3 separate regions of the Zea mays genome follow, and all the other regions are linked to region 3. A link is a contact called in public Hi-C data. All regions are on one chromosome and are shown on one strand. Each heading gives the region's core, a stretch centred on a gene start, on an enhancer-like site or on the middle of the called end of the contact. The rest is flanking DNA. Distances are from core to core; before and after follow the strand shown. Region 1 holds the start of LOC100280644 (ribose-phosphate pyrophosphokinase 4). Region 2 holds the start of LOC103627645 (3-hydroxy-3-methylglutaryl-coenzyme A reductase 1). Region 3 holds the start of LOC100193340.

What was found. Hi-C and Micro-C count contacts between places; a contact is called where the count stands out from the background.
Region 1: a contact with region 3 is called in a Hi-C map of leaf, with 4 times the contacts expected there. The contact joins the promoter of LOC100280644 here to the promoter of LOC100193340 in region 3. A contact is called at or near these places in 2 of 25 Hi-C or Micro-C datasets (leaf and tassel).
Region 2: a contact with region 3 is called in a Hi-C map of ear, with 2.2 times the contacts expected there. The contact joins the promoter of LOC103627645 here to the promoter of LOC100193340 in region 3. A contact is called at or near these places in 3 of 25 Hi-C or Micro-C datasets (ear, leaf and tassel).

The regions. Positions count from the first base shown.
Region 1 is chr5:210,858,105-210,862,539 of Zm-B73-REFERENCE-NAM-5.0, forward strand. It overlaps LOC100280644 (ribose-phosphate pyrophosphokinase 4), which reads left to right and starts at 1,832. Exons shown (of 6, transcript NM_001153562.2): 1 at 1,832-2,046; 2 at 2,144-2,555; 3 at 2,647-2,715; 4 at 2,840-2,968; 5 at 4,365-4,435. The coding sequence starts at 1,913.
Region 2 is chr5:210,471,285-210,476,025 of Zm-B73-REFERENCE-NAM-5.0, forward strand. It overlaps LOC103627645 (3-hydroxy-3-methylglutaryl-coenzyme A reductase 1), which reads right to left and starts at 2,787. Exons shown (of 4, transcript XM_008647942.4): 1 at 1,663-2,787. The coding sequence starts at 2,501.
Region 3 is chr5:210,628,690-210,633,604 of Zm-B73-REFERENCE-NAM-5.0, forward strand. It overlaps LOC100193340, which reads right to left and starts at 3,472. Exons shown (of 18, transcript NM_001138475.2): 1 at 3,140-3,472; 2 at 1,927-2,099; 3 at 1,722-1,834; 4 at 991-1,179; 5 at 843-910; 6 at 647-730. The coding sequence starts at 3,229.

The DNA of each region.
Region 1 (4,435 bases), core at 582-3,081, 230 kb after region 3:
GATGGCTGCGTGCTTCATGATGGCAGGGCCATGGAGGAGAACCCGTCTGCTCCGTAGCCGTGTTCAGCCGGCGGCGCTTTCCATGCCGATCCGTCTCGGTGTCGGCGTGTCGCATACGACCTATGCCCGTACGGTGTACGCGTAAAACCGGGAAATTCGCATTCTTCCCCCACACTGTTCGCGTCGCCGTATCTTCACATCGCAGGCCGCTTTGATTCTCTAGCGCGGCTGGGGACTGGGGTCTAGGGTTTAGGCTTCCAAAAAGAGTCAATTCCTTTGCGACCATTATAAAAGATCCAAATTCCATATGAACCACTGGAATTTCTACCGTTCGTTCCATGCCATTGTCCAAGATTTTTCATCCCGTTTAAACCACTGCCGTCCCATTTAGTGCTAACGGATGGTAACAGGATTACGAAAGGACCAGTGTGCCCCTGGTTTGGTCCGTGAAAAAGAAATTGGATCTTCCCTTTCTTGCCACAGGAGGCAGACCCTCTGCTCTGGTTTTGGCGCCAAACCTTGGTGCTAGAACCAATGCCCAGTATGGCATAAACAGTATTCAGATGTATGACATAAACAGTATCCACATGTATGGCATAAACAGTGTCCAGATGTATGGCAAAGTAATGCAAATTGAAAACACAAGTGGTTATACAGACCATACATCAATGTTTTGGCCATCCAGACCATAGCATCACAGTTTTGGTCATAGAATGCCACAGTTTTGGTCATATAGACCACAGCACTACATTAACACAATTCTAGTCAAGTAGACCCAAAAAATAGTACAAAAGACTACCTAGTTCCAATTAGACATTGAGCTTTCTTTTGCTTCTAGTTCCCATGGCAGGACTGCCACTGCAACTGGCTTTGCTTCTAGTTCCCATTGCAGGAGATCCGATGACTTCTGGCTCTCTCTTATTTTTCTTCCCATGTCCTGCCACCTCTTTTTTTGTTTCTTGATTCTCTTCCTTGTCTGCAACCTCCATTGATGGCATCATGATAGACAAAGGCATAGGGACTGACAATGCCAATGTTTGGTTGCACCCTTCACCTGACCTTTTCTCCTTGTACTATGGCACTCATGCAAATGTGGGTTCTTCTTCACCTGCACATAAAAACAGAGTCAAACACACTCAATCAGATGAACACAGAGCCCTGCCCCCGAGGCCTACCAGTTGCCGTGGCCCCAACCCCGAGCCCCCGCCGCCGCAGCTCCTGCCTCGAGCCCCCACCGCCGCGGCCGCGACCTCGAGCCCACAGGCCCCGATCCCCGGCGCCTCCCGCCTCCGCCCTCCGCCCCAACCGCTGGTCAGCTGAGGAAGACTGATGAGAGGCACACTTACCCATCTGGAAGCCATGAAGGCCAGTCGTCGGACCTCATCGGTGCCATGTCGCCCGCCAATCCGGACCTTGGTCCTCCACCATGATTCCCCATCCTCGCTTAACCCATCCTTGGTGCTGTGAATCTAGGGTTCGGCGGGGAGAACAGGGGGACACGAACGAGAGAAGAGCCTCACGGGAGAACTGGGAGCGGCGGCGGCCTGAACAACAAGGACTTGACTCAAGTCGCCAAGGGCAAAACGGACCTTCCTCGCTGCTGTTAACGTCCGTTACCACGAAAAGAGACGGCAGTGGTTTAAACGGGATAAAAAATCTTGGACAATGGCATGGGACGAACGGTAGAAATTCCAGTGGTTCATATGGAATTTGGATCTTTTATAATGGTTGCAAAGGAATTGACTCTTCCAAAAATCAAGCAAAGAAAATATTCGCAGTGTTGCGCACTTCGCGTCTCGATAAAGCCGACCGCCCGACCCCCAACTGTTCCGTCAAAGCAGAGTCTGCCCCTCCCCGCGCCGTTCTTTTTGGTTCCCCACTCCCCAGTCCCCGCCGCCGCCGAAACCCGCAGATGGAGGTCGTCGTCGCCGCGAAGCAGAAGGCGAAGAAACACATACACCTCTTCTACTGCTCAGAATGCGAGGAGCTCGCCCTCAAGATCGCCGCCAGCTCCGACGCCATCGAGCTCCAATCCATCAACTGGCGGTACGCCACCCTACCTTTTCTCTCCGCTTCCTCTTCCCGCCTCACCTATCTCGTGGAGCAAGCTGATTCCTCGAGTTATGTGATGCCGCACCACCAGGAGCTTCGACGACGGGTTCCCGAACCTGTTCATCAACAAGGCGCACGACATCCGTGGGCAGCACGTGGCGTTCCTGGCCTCCTTCAGCTCGCCGTCGGTCATATTCGAGCAGATCTCCGTCATCTTCGCGCTGCCCAAGCTATTCATTGCCTCATTCACTCTCGTGCTGCCTTTCTTCCCCACGGGCTCATTCGAGCGCGTTGAGGAGGAGGGCGATGTCGCCACCGCGTTCACCCTCGCGCGCATTCTCTCGATGATCCCCAAGTCGCGCGGCGGGCCTACCAGCGTCGTCATCTACGACATCCACGCGCTCCAGGAGAGGTTCTACTTCGGGGACGACGTCCTGCCATGCTTCGAGACAGGGATCCCGCTCCTGCTGCAGCGCCTCCGCCAGCTCCCGGACGCAGAAAATGTGCGTAGTGGCATACACTAATGTGCGAACAAACTTTTTTTTGAGGGATAAATTCTTACTGCAGTCCTGACCCATGGCATGTTGCGTGCAGATCACCATTGCCTTTCCAGATGACGGTGCGTGGAAGCGGTTCCACAAGCTGTTACAGCACTTTCCAATGGTCAGCGGTTGCCTTCTCTTGCTTGGATGTCATCTTTTGTTTGTTTCACATACCTTGTGTTGTCATGAATTACTCAGTTCTCTTGTCGTAGATTTCATTCATGTTGGTCTGTTTGATTGTATAGATAGTCTGTAACAAGGTTCGGGAAGGTGACAAGAGAATAGTTCGTATAAAGGAAGGACTACCTGAAGGCCGTCATGTTGTTATTGTTGATGATTTAGTGCAATCTGGGGGAACTCTTAGAGAATGCCAGGTATGATGGATGTGTTATTCTATTGCTTCTTCATGGTAGTTCTAGTAGATGGCAATGCTTACTTATCTACTTGTCTTAGCATTTATTCAGTCTGGAAGGAAATACGATATCGTATACTACAGCATGGAAGGAAGAAGGAAATACTATCTATCTCATACATTTGATACAGCAGCAGAGGGGCACATTGTCGTGCCATTCTGGGGGTTATACTCTTTAATGCACATAGGGTCTGACTGGTTGATTGCATAAGGTCCTAGACTCCTAGTGCAGGCTAGGCTAATCCAGCCTAACGTAATGCAACAACGTGGTGTTTGGTTTGGCCTGTATACCTGTCTTTGCACGTGCATAGATCATGTTTGGTAGCCCGCATTGCAAATTGGACTTCATACAGGGAAACATTTAGTGTTTGGTAGCCTGCACAACAAGTGTTTTGTGTACCACTTCATCCAGGGGCGGACCTAGCCCGAAATCCGAGTGGGGTCCGAAATACTGAGTGGGGGCCTAAATAGAGACCTACTAACTAACAACCTTTTGTAGCTACAGTAAATAAGATAGCAAGTCCACTAGAACCAGAAATTTGAGTGGGGGCCGTGCCCCCACTGGCCATAATGTCGGTCCGCCCCTGACTCCATCCGTCGTGGAACGGGAGACGTGGCTATGGCGGTACAGACCGGAGCACGCCAGAGAGGGAGCGAAGGGATTGCATTGGCTCGTGCGGGGCGGGTGCAGGCACTTCACTCGCGCTGCCTGCACAGCCTAGTACAAGCTGAGTTTCCTTTCAGTGGATGCAGCCCAACAAGCGCTTCACGCAGCGTGCTAGCCTGTATAAGGGCCTGTACAACCAACCACAAAAGAGTGTTGCAGCCCACTAGTCTGGATAGCCCCTTATGTAGGCGACCAATCTCTGAGCACCACTTTTCACGGTTTCCACCGTCGTCGTGCTCCCCCACATTTAAATGGTAAAAGAGCTAAAACTGTACACAAATGAGGATTCGAACCATGGTTGTCGGCTCTAAACCCATATTCACACCCATCTAGCCAACATAACACACATGTTTTTATCTTTTATACTTATAAATGGAAACCATAGCAACACACGGGGACTTTGCTAGTAAGAATAAACGAAGAGTCATGATAAGAGCTAAAAGGAACACTAATGCCTTCTTTTGCTCAACCTGTGTTTATTTTTTAGTCCTTCTGAACTCTCACTTTGTTGGTAGACCTGGTTTACTGTTTTTACTACTGTAGTTTATCATACCGCCAGTTGATAAATATGAGTGTTAATAATTCTCAGTTGGACCTTAGTGGCATATATACTCTGTCTTCCAAAGAATCACTTATTCTGCTTACATTACCTGACACTTTTTTTTTAAAAAAAATATGTCTTGTTTTGCAGAAAGTTCTAGCTTTGCATGGCGCTGCAAAAGTCAGTGCTTATGTGACTCATGCTGTGTTTCCTAAGCAGTC
Region 2 (4,741 bases), core at 1,537-4,036, 160 kb before region 3:
AATCCTCTCATGTTTCTGAAAAAACTGACCAAGAAATGTGTCCCTCATACAAGCATGCATATGATACATGTCTAACTGGAAGTCTGGAATGAAAATTAGTATGATGAGGTATGCAATACTACTAACATGGGAATAACAGCAGCTAGGCTTCATAGTAAAACTAGTCTTCTAAAGGAAGTGCCAAATCAGCAAATGCCATATAGAACAACCGAGTTATCCAAACAGATTGTCTGCCAATCGCTACGCCCACAAATGATATTGTAACACCAAATCTCAAATGCATAGCTTGAATGATAAAAATGCCTGCAACTTTTTAATATCTTATCCTCAAAAAGGTGCAAACCAACAACGGATAGTTTCAGTATATAGTACTTTGAAAGAAAGAAAAAATGTGCCAATGTGACTAAGTTTGAAAAATTAAAGGAAAACGGTCAACATAGAGAAGTGGAGGCAACCATAATGGACTGATAAAAGTTTCAAAGTAGTGAAATAACATATTAGGCATAAAGCAAAGTGAGGAAGAACATTAATATTAATGAGAGGCATTATTAATTAAATGTGCAGTGATTTAGATGGTAGAACACATCATTCCTAATAAGCTGATTACTAAATGCTAATAGAAATGCCAGATTACCCGTGAATGCTTATGCATGCAACCAGTAGTAACGAAGAATACGTCGATAGGGTGTGCACATGACCATGATTTTGAAAAAAAATGAAACCTGAGAAAATAGACTCCATATTTTCTTACAAGAGAGAAACACAACATAATCATGCCTTAAATAGTGGACTGGTGTGAACCAAAAAAAAACCTAAAGCTTATCAAGCCTAGAAAACAACAGAACCAAAAGCTTCTAGTGAGATTAAAAAGCAAGTAAGCAGAAGTTCCGAACAATGCAATAGAACAAATGTTTAAAGCTTCTGTAACTTGCAGAAACCGACATTAATTTAGGTTTATGAAATCAAGAAACCAGCTACTAGGATCAACTGCCCTTCTTTCTAAGAACATATGCCGACAGTTACTAGGAAGTACGGAAACCATGTGACGATAAGCCCACATGCCATGAGTAAGATCGTAACCGACAAACCGTGACATTACTGGCGGTTTCAACAAACACAACAGGACAATTCAAGGGCAACACTTCATAAGTATAAATTGATACCATTTGCAAATATCCTGTGGTTGGATAAACGCAACACGACAATTCAAGGACAACATTTCAGAAAGCATAAACATGCATCATTCGCAAATGGCCAATAACAAAACCCGGGAAATAAGGAAACATAAGTACATAATGCCACTGATACTACAATAGGAGGTGATTGCTGTTGCCTCAGGCAGTGCATGTTGAAGTTAGGATAAGCTAATAAGCTGGGCAGTCCCTCCTATCATCATCACCCAAATAAGAAAAGGACACTTGGTTTGTGGGCAATCACCTGACCAATATATTAATACCATGTCATTCTAGCCGCCAACATCATGACAATAGTCAAACAGCACAAGGGATATTTAAAAGGTGCATCAAGGGAATGCATTTTTAACTACTATCAGTGTACCCCCGCACTGTCCTCTATAAGTAGTTAGTATTAGTTAAGCAGATTCATATCCCATTTTAAGTAAGCAAGCAATCTTCAGGTCGACAAATGGAAAAGGATGTTTACCTATTGAAGACAGCAGACAGAATCTCAAAATTGGTAATTGTCTCGACGAACGCCTTGAGCTCCGCTGCCCTCTTTATCGACGGCAACTTAACGACAGGCGCACGAGACATTGCATCCCGGAGCAGCACACTGACGGCGCCCCCAGACGCCGCGATGGCTCTGCAGCCGCGGTTGACGCTAGCCACGAGACATCCCTCGGTTGTAGCCATGGGAACATGGTACTGTTTCCCATCCAGGAGCAGCGGCCCGGCGACCCCGACCGGCAACTGCACGTACCCGATGGGCATCTCGCAGCATTGCCCCAGGATAGCCTGGTAGTCCATCCCGTCGAGCGGGAGCCCGTCGACGCCCCGCCCCGTCATCCGCCGTAGCGCCTCCCGCCGCAGACTGGCCGCGCGGCGGCAGTCTCCGAGGCGCGACTCGAGGTGGTGCGACGGCAGCGCCCCGGACACCACGGCGGCAACGATCTCCTCGTCCCCGCCATGCAATGTCTCCGGCGCGTCGGCGGCGCGCGTTTGGTCGGGGGAGCCGGCGCCCTGGTCGCGGCGGGCGGGGGTCTCGGGGTCCGCAGACGGGATGCCGGTGCCGCAAAGGCTGAAGAGGTACACGATGGAGGCCAGCTGGCAGACCACGGTGACGAACTCGCGGCCGCCGAGCGAGAACCGGAGCCGGCGGTCCCTGTCGCTGCAGAGGCGGAGCAGGTCGCAGGAGGAGAGCACGAGCGAGATCATCGCAAGGGCGTTTGTGATCCACGCCGGGATGGGCAGCGACAGCGAGCCCCCCGCGCCGAGCGCCCTCAGCGCCGCCGCGATGCGGCCTCCGAGCCGGCGCACGTCCATCCACCGCCGCTCGGGCCTCGGGCTTAACCGGCCACGGGCCACCGTCAGGGGGTTACGAGCGGAGAGCGAGAACCGGGGGCGCGTGCGACGATTGTGTGTCGTGCCGTGCGTGCTGCCGGTGCTGCGGGAGAGTGCGTAGCATGCCGGACCGGCGCTGTGCGGCCTGCTGGGGGTTCGATTCGTTGATCGGACGGACGCGGAGTGGCCGCGGGGTTTCTCGCACTGGTGTGCACGGAATCCGCAAGGCCGCAGCGTCGGAAGAGGCGGACACGGGCGGTCTGGACATGTTCCACTTTAAAACGGGGCTGTTTCGGTGTTGGAGTAGATTCAGTGACGGAGCCTAAACTTTTTCTAACAGAGGCTAAGAATGTGTTTAATTTGAGGTCAAAATAGAACGAGGCAGGAGCGACATCGTTTCCTCGATTTTTTGGATTGCACCGCCACCAAAAACTAATCCGGGGTTTATTTCGTCTCTACGTGACTCTCAGGGTCTGTTTGGTTGGACTGTGTGGCTGTAAAAAAAGTTGTTGTGAGCTGTAGAAAAAGCTGTTGTTGACTGTAAGTTGTTAAAAAGCTAAAAAAACGTTTGGTGAAAACCACTAAAAGCCGTTAAAAGTTCTTCGATATATGTTTCACAGTTCCATCCGAAAGCCACTGAAAGCAGGTCCAGGATGCTTTCAGTTTTGCACTGCGAGAAAGTCGGCTTTTAGAAAAAAACCGCTCCCTGCATCAACCCTTTGGTTTGACTTTTGGCTTTTAGGGGGCAAAAGCCAAAGCCAAAAGCCAAACCAAACACATCATCAACCAAACACTATTGAAATGGTGGCCGCCTCCTTTCATCCCTCCATGTGCATCCAACCAAACACAACCTAAATCAAACTAGTATAACGGTATAATTTTACTAAATCACTCACAGATATATGTAATAGTTTAAAGTAGTATTATATTCCATCAAAACAGTATTATATTAAAACATGATGAGCAGTAAAAACCACAAAATTACATGATAAGATTATATTATATGCTTATACTATATACGTTTTAAATTTTAGTATTAATTTTAGTGAGTAGATTGATGTGGATAAATGTATATTTTAAGTATGTGTTTGTGTGTACATAGCTATATAAAATATTTTTTAACTGTAAATAACATTGTTTGTAGAGTGAAGTTTAAACAATAAGATAGAATATTGATGAAGATAGCCTTAAATTTTGTTTATCTGTATCTTGAACGAAAAAGATTGGAAGGGTATTAAATCTCATTGTAATTTAACGCGACTCGCATGTTGGCAAACGAGCGGACAGGGGCCGGACACGGTGCCCGCGCCGCCGCCTCGGCGAGCCCACTGTTTCAGCGTTTCCTTTCTTTCCTTGCAAGCTAGAGGACGGAGAGGTTTGGTCAGACTTTCCGTTTCACTTCCGCCGCTTGCCGCCGTGACGATGGATTTGTGTACGAAGGCGTCTGCCGACGTCCAGGGTGCGGCGATCATGACACCTGTTGGTGAGCCGTCTGAAGCGCTAAACGCATGACTGAATTGTTCCCAACGTAAGCTAGTGGCTGTGTTAAGCAGGCGACAAGACATTGGAGGACGGGTTCGTGCGCGAGCGCTCACTACCTGAAGTCAAAGTGACATTTACGTGGAAATGGACACATTATCATATCCATATCCAGTGCCCGATCTAGAATTTAAATTTAAGGTAGTCGAGCACAATTTTTTTTGACATATAATACTATGTATAATTCGGTACCGCATATATATAATTTTCACCGATTCAATATATGAGCAGAAAATAAACAAAATATCTCTTAATACATTTAATTCATCTAATTAGGCTGCAAGATGCATAGATTTGTTTCTTTAGACCTAAACGATGAGTACTAGTTTGTTTTGGAGCCAAATTCTCCGGTAGTCGAAGGCTTACCTAGGCTATCCTCTAGGTCCGCCCCTAATCATATCTATCGTGTATACCAAGTATACAAGTGGTACGAGCAAGGTCAGAGTCAAAAAAAATTTAGAACAGACTAAATTAAATCGTTAAAACAATATAATCTCACTAAACTACCCACAATAGACAAATATAATAGTTTAAAATAGTCTTATGTTTAAAATGGATGGACAATAAAAATATAAATCTCTACTACTCTATAAGCCAATACCGTGGGCGTCCACATCTTCACCACATGGCTTCGCCACCGTCCGCGCCCTCCCCCTCCACCACGCCAACCACGCACCGGCTCT
Region 3 (4,915 bases), core at 2,222-4,721:
ACTGTAAACTGCAACTGTGACAGATAGAGTAGTATCACACCAAAGTCAGGTAATACGAAACCTCAATGGTGAAAACAACTGTACAAAACACATAATAGGCAGACCTAGTGAAAGAAACTCCCATATGAGTGGGGTCTATGGAAGGTATAAACCAAGGCAAAGCTTCCCCCCGCAAATGCGGAGAGGCTGCCTCAAACCCGCGAACTAATGACTCAGTGAGACAGCTCTCACCAGTCCCCACTCACCACTGCACCTGCGCTAGGGCTGCGCTTCAGGTAATAAAGCAATGTAGAGAAACTATAAAGAAAATGGAGCACCATAAAAACATTACTCCCTCCAGGTACGTAAAGCAAGTTGTTTTGGACATCGACAAGGTCTCCAAAATACAACTTTGACCTCCACTTTTTGCTATAAATATTTATAAAATATAGTCAATATATAACTTTATGAAACTGCATTTCAAGATGAATCTACTTAAATCACTTTCATATTTTCAAATTCAACCCAAAAGAATTTATTTGTAGTCAAAGTTTAAAATGTTTGACTTAAGACAACCTCAAAATTACTTGCTTTAGGGAACCAGAGGGAATAACTACAAAGCATGTATTGGAATCCAAACATAGTGATGTCAATTCAGCAGCCCTACCTTGCATATGGTGTCAAAGCCAACGGTTGTCTCAACAAACTGGTTCTTAAGGTCCCCATTTAAAGTTACAGGAACACCTACAACCTGTCCAATAGATGGGATCAGTTCATCCACAGACAAGGAAACGTGATCACAAAAACTAGACAGAAAGAAACAAGAAAAGGTGGTAATATAGAATAAAAAAACTCCAATGTACCTTTGTTGCACACTTTGCCTCAGCAAATGTCTCGGCAAGTTGAGCAGCATCAGTGTTGGAAGTGACACCTTCAAAAGATGACAATCAAAATTTTAATGAGACAAATGTACACTACCGAAATCTTAGTAGATGAAAAAACACAGCATACCTCCAATGATAACCAGAGCATCCAACTTCAAAGCTTGGCAACTAGCCATAGCACCATTGACCTGCTCTGTCGTCCTAATCTGATCCTTTGTTCGACCAAGCATGTCATATCCACCTTGATTTTTATATGAAGCAATAACTTTATCAGTGATCTCCAAGGTTCTCTGTGCTAGCAGACCATCTGATCCACCTGTTTCAACAAGATAAATGTGTCAGAAAACATCAAAAGTTTTCAGTTTATGTTAGGCATGCATCTAAATTTCAGCTCTGGCAAGCAAGAGAAAGCAAGGGCTAGACAAACTAAGGCCCAAGAAAGTCAAGGGCCAGGAGCGCAGGACATAAGGTGTCTCCCAAAGTTTTGGTATCTATATGCATATTAGTAATGTCATCAGCTTTGGACTGCAAACCTAAGAAATGCCTGCATATGCTGCTAGTTTGACGAAACAAACCCATGAAAGTTGGGTCGAAGATTTTCAAAATGCCATCCACATTTATGACTGAACACAAAACAATACATCAACTTTGTGTAGTTGATTATCTACTAATCTAATTCAAATAAACGAACAAAGTTATTAGTATGAGCCAAAAAATCAGCAATAACCAAATGCACAGTTTTTAGGACTCATGTTGAAGCAAGTGCTAGTCAGCAGAATCAAATTGGAATTAAAAAGTGAAGACAATGTAGACGATGTGATGCTCTAGGTGATTACCGAAAAGTATCAAATTACTCACCAAGGAAACCAATGAGTTTGCTGTTTTGGTTGTGGGCCTTGATAGCCTCATAGAGCCCCCAAACAACATTGTGGCCTCCTGGGGATTGTCTGCCACAGAAGACAATGCCAACCCTGCACTTGGAACAAAAGGGATTGGATCTTTGAGAGAGATGATATTTGCAACACAAAAATAATTTTCATGTACAGGAACATGAAAGATGTACCTGACCGCCTGGTGTTCAGATATGACCTTAGCATCAGGGACAACAGCTGTCTTCCTGAGAAAATGAGCAATAGGCTGCCCATAGGTATGAGGGAATGCATGGCTGATCACATGAGCACCTGCCGGGTCAGCTGCAATTGCAGCATCACCATACTCCACCCTGACAGTGGTGCCCTGAATTACATGCAATCAGTAAATACATTCCTACTTCCTAGTGTGTGAACTGAGCTAACTCTAACAGAAACACACAAGAAATCTGTTCTGGAAATCTATTGACAACTCTTCCTGTATAAGAACCAGTTAAGAAGTGCCCCAAGGCCCCAAACACAAGAAAAGACGCTAACTCTAACAGAAAGTCAGAAAACCACAATAAATTTGTTCTGGAAATCTATTGGAAGCTCTTCCCATCTAGGAACCAGTTAAAAAGTGGTGCCCCCAAGGACCCAAATACAAGAGAAGTCAATTTGACGCAGAAAATTATTGAGAGTAGCCATATAGACGAGTTCAAAAGTGATTCCAGACATGAGAAGAGTTCAAAAGTGATTCCAGACATGAGAAGAGTTCAAAAGTGATTCCAGACATGAAAGAGTTCAAAAGTGATTCGAGACATGAGAAGAGTTCAAAAGTGATTCCAGACATGAGAAGAGTTCAAAAGTGATTCCAGACATGAAAGAGTTCAAAAGTGATTCCAGACATGAGAAGGTCAATTTGATAGCGACTACCGAGTCCTAAGTTAGGATCCATGAGTACAGGAAGATGGTCCATCATCATTGCTGCAGAATAATTTCGTCAGTTAACTCCCAGTTGCAATTTGCTACCAGCCACTATAAAACAGATGAACCACGACAGCATAAAAAAACAAATCATCCCTCGAGTCAGATATGAAAACCGATCTAAAATACAGGACAGCACCGCGATCCAGATGTGACGTTCATCGCCAGCCACGTTCACTACAATCCAGATCCAGTCTCACCAGTCAGCGCAACTGATACTCAGATACGCACTGTGTCCTGATCCCGAATAAACAAATCGGGAGTACGTGAACGGTGAACCGTAAAAATCATCGCCGACGGAACAAACCGATCTGGCGGGAGGACAATGCGGGATCTGGCGCCGCATGACCTGAGAGATCGCAGATCTGTACCCGGAGGCGGGCAATGGCGCACGCGCGGAACGTAGCAGGAGTAACGAGGAGGTGCGTTGGCGGTGCGTACCTGGAGGCAGGGGGGCAGCTCGGGCTGGTAGAGCGTGCGCTTCTTCTGCACCTCCGAGAGCTCGCGAGGCACGCCGTAGTCAGAATCCATCGCCGGCGAGCGCTAATCCTCGTCGCCGGTCTAATTTCGATTGGTTTTAAGTTTTGATTGGTTTCCTGGTAGGTGTGAGAGTGGCGCCCGCCGCCCGCACTGTGATGTGAGAAATGTGGGTGCGGCGTGAGAGGCTTTTATACCAGAAGGGCGGAGGCGAGCGCTGCCTGCAACCCCTCGCTCACGCCATGAGCTCTCTCATTTCAAACTTCGAGTGTCAGCAAGAGTATCAGCTGACCGTATAAAATTTAGAAAATACTATACAAATTTATTGTTAGCTAGTTTATTTAGATAATGATTAGTAGAACTAACCTTAATAACTTTGTTGTCTGTGTTAGCCTTGACTCAACGTTATCGTACATATTATATTCCGCGGAAAGATGCTAAAGATCTTTTATGATCTTGCAACGGTGTAAACCTAAAGAGAGATAGACAACAACAATAAAAAAATAACTTTTTCTCTTAATATAAAAAATATAGGTTTATTATAGAGAGCCTCTTAATATGTGTTTGGTATTAACCTACATAACTTTTCATAGAAAAGATCAATTTGGGCTAAGACTCTGCGCAGTCTGGATGCACCGGACTGTCTGGTGGGGCACCGAACAGTGTTCGGCGGTGCGCCAAGCTGACTCTGGCGAAATGGCTGCTCTCGGGTTTCGTCGGCGGCGTACGGCTATAAATCACTGGACTGTCCGGTGGTGCACCAGACTGTCCGGTGAGCCAACAGTCGGCTGGGCCAACGGTCGGCCGCGTAATCCGTGCGCGACGCGTGGCAAAGCCAACGGTCAGAAGGGGGCACCGGACTGTCCGGTGTGCACCGGACAGTGTCCGGTGCGCCAACGGCTCTGAATCTCCAACGGTCGGCTTCGCCAAAGAAGGAAAGAAATCCGCACCGGACAGTGTCCGGTGGTGCACCGGACTGTCCGGTGCGCCAGGCGACAGAAGACAAGAATTGTCTTCCTGGAATGCTTTCAACGGCTCCTAGCTGCCTTGGGGCTATAAAAGAGACCCCTATGCGCATGGAGGAGAACACCAAGCATTCTCTAAGCATTCCTAAGCACCAAGACTCCAATTCCGTGCATTCGATTCTTTGTGATAGCAACTAGAGCTCCATTTGAGTAGATAACTCTTTGGGTTGTGTTGTGAGCTCGAGTTGTGACTTGTGTGCGTGTTTGTGCTCTGATTTTGTGTCTTGTGTGCGTTGCTCATCCCATCCTTACTCAGTGCTTCTTTGTGAACATCAAATTGTAAGGGCGAGAGGCTCCAAGTTGTGGAGATTTCTCGCAAGCGGGATATAGTAAACAAAGCAAAACATCGTGGTATTCAAGTGGGTCTTTGGACCGCTTGAGAGGGGTTGAGTGCAACCCTCGTCCGTTGGGACGCCACAACGTGGAGTAGGCAAGTGTTGGACTTGGTCGAACCACGGGATAAACCACTGTGCCTATCTGTGTTGATCTTCTTGTGGCTATTGCAAGAACTCCTCTCTAGCCACTTGGCTTTACTGTGCTAACTCCTAATCAAGTTTTGTGGATTAAGTTTCAAGTTTTTACAGGATCACCTATTCACCCCCCCCCCCTCTAGGTGCTCTCAGTACCCCCTGGCGGAAAGCAGTGTTCATGGATGCATCCGAGATACAGGGGATTGTCCCATGTACCTTGGTGAAGCGGGAAATGAACGCTCGGA